Linked DNA regions of Mus musculus: region 1 is linked to region 2. Evidence: chromatin contacts called from public Hi-C data. All regions are on one chromosome and are shown on one strand. The core of a region is the stretch at or near the end of the contact, and the rest is flanking DNA. Distances in the headings are between cores, read along the strand shown.

Region 1 (2,919 bases), core at 26-2,525, 390 kb before region 2:
GCAGAATATTGGCTTTGTTGCATGGTTACTGGTAACTACATTTATACAGGTCTAAAAGTTGGGCCCAAGAAATGCCAAATGTGTATTTTGGAGCCAAAAAGAGCCTTAGGAAATTGTAGCCAACGCTTGTGTTGAAGGTGATAAGAAGAGGCCTGATGAGAACTGACTAAAGCGAGCTGTGCCCTCAGGGTAAGACCCACACAGTGCCACTCGGTGGTGGTGCACGTCTTTAATCCCAGCACTTGGGAGGCAGAGGCAGATTTCTGAGTTCGAGGCCAGCCTGGACTACAAAGTGAGTTCCAGAACGACCAGGGCTACACAGAGAAACCCTGTCTCGAAAAAACAAAACAAAACAAACAAAGAAGACCCACACAGCTAATGTGCCTGGGGGTCGGGTCTGTCTGGTTCTAAAAAGCAGCAAAGGAAAGCTGCTACAGATGTGATACCGAAGGGGGCAGTTGGGCCTGGCAGCAGCTTCCGGGTTTACAGTCGTGAAAGATACATAAGGAAAGTGGCTCTGGAACCTTCCTCTGTGGTTACAGAGAGCAGCTGGTGCCAGGCAGTCGGCAGTTGAATCCCTGTACGGAGGCCCTGAGAGGACATTGTAGGAAGCTGCCAAAGTGGAACCTGATTGCATTGGAGACACCAGGATATTGGAGAAGTGTCAGAGCCATGAGTGATGCATCTACCAACAGGAGCTGCAGACGGGGTGGAACCCAACCCCAAAGGGAGAAGTATCTTCTAGTCAACAGAGCTATTGGACATATTTGACATCAGACGTGAAGCTACAGAATTTGGATTCCCAGGATTTTCTTGCCATTTCTCCATTTTGGAGTGGATATGGATATATATATACTGAGCCACTGTATGTCAGAAATATGTAATTTGATTTTTGCTTTTGATTTTACAAGGGGGTTTGGTTAACAGAGTACCTTGAGTCTCAATCAATCATGGAGGCAGGAGCTGATGCAGAGGCCATGGAGGGGTGCTGCTTACTGGCTTGCTCCCTATGTCTTGCTTGCCTTGCTTGCTTGTAGACCTCAGGACCACCAGCACAGGTGATGAGCATCCCCACGCACAATGAGCTGGGCCCTCCCCATCAATCACTAATTAAGAAAATGCCTTAGAGCTGGATCTTAGGTGACATTTTTTTCAAGTGAGCTTCCCTCTCTTCAGATGATTCTAGCTTGTGTCACGCTGCCATAAGACTCAACACAGTTAAACTTGAGCCGTAAGTTCCCGATGACATAAGTTCAATGGCATTTGGTAAGCCTTTGGCTGGGGTAAACAGCGAGTTAGTCACCACACAGAATGGGACTAAGAATTCCTAAGAGATGTCTGGAGCATTCGCTGTCTAATTTTCTCTTCTCCATAGATAACTACTTTCCAGCATGTGTCACCATAAATGACACTGCATGCTGAAGAACAGTACTCCATCTTTGAAGCATTTATGTCTTCTTTCTTTCTTTTTTTATTTTTATTTTTAATTTTTGTAGTTATTATCTTTTATTGGGGGAGGGTTCATCAATCCTTCTTGGCCACCGCCTTCCTCATGGCTTCCAGTACGTTGCTTGGCTCCTCCCCCTTTCTCTTGGCACGGATGTGGATGTGCGTGCCCACCTGTGAGGAGGAGTAGCCTGTCACCCACGGCCATTGCCGCCAGCCACACCCCCACCCGTGCTCAACGCAGCACGCTGCCTACTCTCTTCTTGATGAACTTGGGTGCACGCTTGTCCTTTGACACTTTGAGCAACGCCATGGCACACCGCTCTTAGGGTGTGCGCGAGGCTGCACACCTCCCGGATCATGTCTCGCATGAACTTGGTGTGTGCTTGGTGAGGTGTCCGTGGTGCTGGCTGTGTCTCAGCTTGCTAACATTCTTTGTCACCTTGCAACCCTTGTTGAGTCCCACAGCCGTGAGGTAGCACAAGGCCGTGGCTGCTGCTCTCTGATGGCAGCCGAGTCAGGAAGCATTATGGCTTCTAACCAAGACTTTCATAGATAGCATATTGATACAACTAAGGGATTCCTTGGGTCATGGATCCTATATTGATGTCTTACTAGAGTTATAATTTGAGATAAACACAAAGGTATGAGACAGGAAATGAGAAATGACAGTGAGTCGTGCGTCTTTGTCCTTCTAGGTGTGCTGCGCTACTTGGCTCAGAGCCCCTTCCTCTGTCTTCAAGGCTTTCTGGTCTGTGTTCTTATCATCATAATAGCTTCTGTGTTTTCAGAACTCTGGTAGCTATATCGGGCCTACTAGATAATCCAAAATAACCTTCCCATCATTATGACCTTAATTACAAAGCCTTTTCTTTGTATACGGTAAGAGATTTACAGGCTCCAAGAATGAAGTTGAGGACATGGTTGGAAGACCATTATTTAGGCCAGCGTGTCCTGCCCCATTCCCTTTTTGCTATAAGGCAGTCCTCAACCGAGGGCATATTTTTTCCCCCTGCAGGGGATATATCTGACAATGCCTAGAGACATTTTTGATTGTCAGAATTGAAAAGGGTGTTTGTTGGATTGAGGACAGGAATGCTGGTAAACACTCCTCAATGTACAAGACAGCACCACACAGTGAAGGATTATTGATCCCCAAATGTAAGTAATTCAGAGACCAAGAAACTCTGTTAGCACAAGAGCCTGGATCTTATGGAGGTTTTTCATCAACTGGTGTGGAGCACAGCTCTTGCATCCAGCTGTATGTCTTCAGAAGACTCTTTAGAGTCCTGAGGGGAAATGAATTTGGTCCTAGAGTTAAGGCCAGTTAAACCAGAAGCGGGGAGAGAGGGAGAGGTGGTACAGGAACACATTTTGAACCCCAAAATACCTGCCAGGTCTACCTCTCCTCTAATACTCTTATATGGAAGCATTATTTAGGATAGAGTCCCAACAGACCCTCAGGGTACTCCA
Region 2 (3,087 bases), core at 74-2,573:
AAATAACACTCTCCCTGCCCTGGCTAGACCACCAGAGGTCCTGGTCCTAGCCTGGGTAAAAACTCAGTTTTGACTTTCTGGAAGTATGACTCGGGGAGTGTTTAGGGACTCCGAGGGTTGAAAAGAGATGTGTCAAAGTGTGCCCTGGGAAATGACACCACGTCAGCTGTTCACTTGGACTTTCCGATCTAGGTAGCCAGCGATGGAGACAATGCTCGGTGGCATGTGCTTAGTTTGAGGTTAGGTGTCTAAAGCTCCTACTATGTGCTGGGTCTGGCCTGTCCCACGGCAATGCATTTTTCTTGTTTTGCTTTGAGATAGTGTTGACTGGCTACATCTCTTGATTTTTCTGCCTTAGCTTCCCAAATTCTAGGATTATAGGTATGCACCAGCATATTCAACTAGTATGGTTTTTGTTTTTCTTTGATTTATTCCTATTTTTATGTGTGTGTGTGTGTGTATACAAATACCTGAACAGGCCAGAAGAGGTTTCAGATCTCCTGGAACTGGAGCTAGAAGTGGTTTTGAGTTGCCTGACATGGGTGCTCAGAACCCAACTTACATCCTCTGGAAGAACAGTAAGCATTAAGCATTGCTGCGTGTCTTCAGCCCCATTGCTTTAACAGGAGGTATCCTAAGTGCCGACCTACCCACTTATGGAGTAAGTGGGGCCACAGACCCATTTAACTGAGTGTCACTCAGTCATGAGCTGGTCAGACTGGCCGTGATTCAGAATCAGCTTAGAGAGCAAATTCTTCCTGACATTTCCATTGTGTTATTGAAAAAAATTAGCAACTCCCCCAAATCCACAAGATAGAATTCATTTTAGATTTTAATATTATTTTAATAATTTTTTTCTCCAGATAGTGCTTATCATTGCAAGTACTTTAGTGAACTATTTCTTTTTGGCTTCAATAGGAAACCCATCAGGATAGTGACTGTAATAATAAAATTCTGTGCCAGATGAATCTCTCCACTGTTCTTCTAGTTAACATATAAAGAAACAAAGTCGAACACCAGTCTAGAACCTGCTTCTGAGATTTGTGTGTGATGGTGTGTGGTGTTGTGTGGTTAATAGTTGGGTCTCATATGTGCACGGGGCCAGCTGTCAAAGATGACACTGTGGGGGATCTGCTATGATTGGTGGCCTTGAGCATAGGGGTGTATGTCCATACAATAAGCTCACCGGAATGTGCATGGGGCCATAGCAGCAGCAGCAGCAAAATTGAGTATAAATTCTTGGTTGCTTTCACTCTGAACTCCACCCTTGACTCAAATTATCTTTATCAGATAACGGGTGAGTGAATCATAGTGAGTGATCTCCTCACTATGATGATCTCCCACAAGGGCGAGTGAATCATAGTGAGTGATCTCCTTGGCACGCCTTCCTAACATTCCTGTTGGAGTCATTTGGTTTCAGCCATGGCAATTTTCTCTGCTTCCTTTAAGAAAAAATCTTCTTGATTGAGCTAATGCTTATGATATATAGCAGTTAATATGGGATTTAGAAAAATAGAAGCAAAGCCCACAGACTGATGTAATAAGAGCAGGTGATGAGTTTATATTCCACATGGAATCTCTTGATATATCTACTTAATAACTTTTTAAAAAACATACATGAAATATCCCTAGAGTTTCTTTGTTAAGAGAGTAAAAGGGATGGAATTACCTCAAACACTTTATATAATTTTCTAAAAAGTCTATGCAGTCGCAACTGGTGAACTCAAAGATAATCCCATGTAAATAAAACACGGCCTTCCTTCTTAAATATTTCTAAGAGTGCGTATTGGATCTTAAATGAGAGCACATTCTTAAAAGTGAGTATGGAATGATATTCATATAAGGTGTTAGCATTTCTGCAGTATCCTCTATCCCATTCTAAACCTTAAAAGAGCTCTCTGCCTTCCCTCCTCCTCTCCCCCGCCCTCTCATGTACAGGCATGAAACTTCAGGTTCTTCTGTTTTCGCTTCCCAAGGCGCTGGACAGGAGCCATCACATCTAGTTTTAGAAGAATTTAGTAAAACACCAAAGGCTAAGAGGAATCAGATTCTCTGACTTCTTTTCAAATTAAGCAGATGTGTGTGTGTTGTGTGTGTGTGTGTGTGGACATGCGCACACACCCCTGTTATGTATGGGTTTGTAGGTGGTGGGAGTGGCTGTGAAGGTCACTACTGTCAGCTTGACTAGGTTTAAGATCACCTAGAAGACCACTTCTGGTCATGTCTGAGATGGTTCTTCCAAAAAGGTTTAACTGAGGAGGGAGGCCCACTCTGGCTGTGGGCAGCACCTTCCCCCTGGGCTGGAGTTCTGAACTGGATAAAAGAAGAAGAAAAACAAAACCTAATTGAACCCATATTTTTTATTATGAAGTTAGTTATGATGCCTTATATGAAATTTATTATTATTAAATATATATAATTATACACAATTCCTTTTCCAACAAAGACCATTAGTTATAGAAGTGGACATGGATTTGATTTCTGTTTGGGGAGCAAAAGAAAAGCCAAGGATACTTGAACATGTTTCTCAAAATTCTTGGCGCCTTCTCGACTTCATGGGCAGAGAGAAAGTTTCATAGAGGAGAGTTAGATGAGGAGAGAGAGAAAGGGGAAGCCAGTTTATTCACCCTTCCAGCTGGACAGGTACAACTACTGTAAACTGATGATGGAAAACCACTGCTTCACCAAGTTGCCAGTACCCTCCATTCATAAATGCTGTGCTGCTCTGGGCCCCCTCGGAGCCTGCCATCTCTCCACTCTGGAGCCGGTGCTTATCCTAATGTTTCTAGCTCTTCACGGAAGCTCACAGTGGGTTTTGACGGCAATCCCATGTCTAGAATTACAGGCACGTGTTGCTAGCCTCAGACGAGCCCCTCCCTCAGCCCCACAGCACAGAGGCTGTCCTTGTATGCACTCACACTAGGAAGGATCTCTCTCATCCTCCTGTAAACCTGCACCAATCCTCTCTCTCCACTCTTGAGCGAATGAACTTGCTATTAGCACTAAGGGGATGGTATCTGTATTAAAATACCGAAATCTGTATTTAATACCGAAATCTGTATTAAAAGCAATGGGCTTAATTATGGC

What was found. Hi-C and Micro-C count contacts between places; a contact is called where the count stands out from the background.
Region 1: a contact with region 2 is called in a Hi-C map of the C2C12 cell line, with 5 times the contacts expected there. The contact joins two enhancer-like sites. A contact is called at or near these places in 2 of 484 Hi-C or Micro-C datasets (the C2C12 cell line and embryonic stem cells).

Annotation. Positions count from the first base shown.
Region 1 is chr17:64,191,582-64,194,500 of GRCm38.p6, reverse strand. It overlaps the pseudogene Rpl36-ps6. Among named protein-coding and RNA genes, the nearest start is that of Gm46590, 60 kb to the right of the region's middle. Within about 2 kb of position 1,275, at least 42 of the 459 cell types and tissues checked have an H3K27ac peak or open chromatin away from gene starts, as enhancers often do. A contact at or near this core is called in the C2C12 cell line, where this site is marked.
Region 2 is chr17:63,797,442-63,800,528 of GRCm38.p6, reverse strand. No RefSeq gene overlaps it. Among named protein-coding and RNA genes, the nearest start is that of Fer, 65 kb to the left of the region's middle. Within about 2 kb of position 1,323, at least 50 of the 459 cell types and tissues checked have an H3K27ac peak or open chromatin away from gene starts, as enhancers often do. A contact at or near this core is called in the C2C12 cell line, where this site is marked.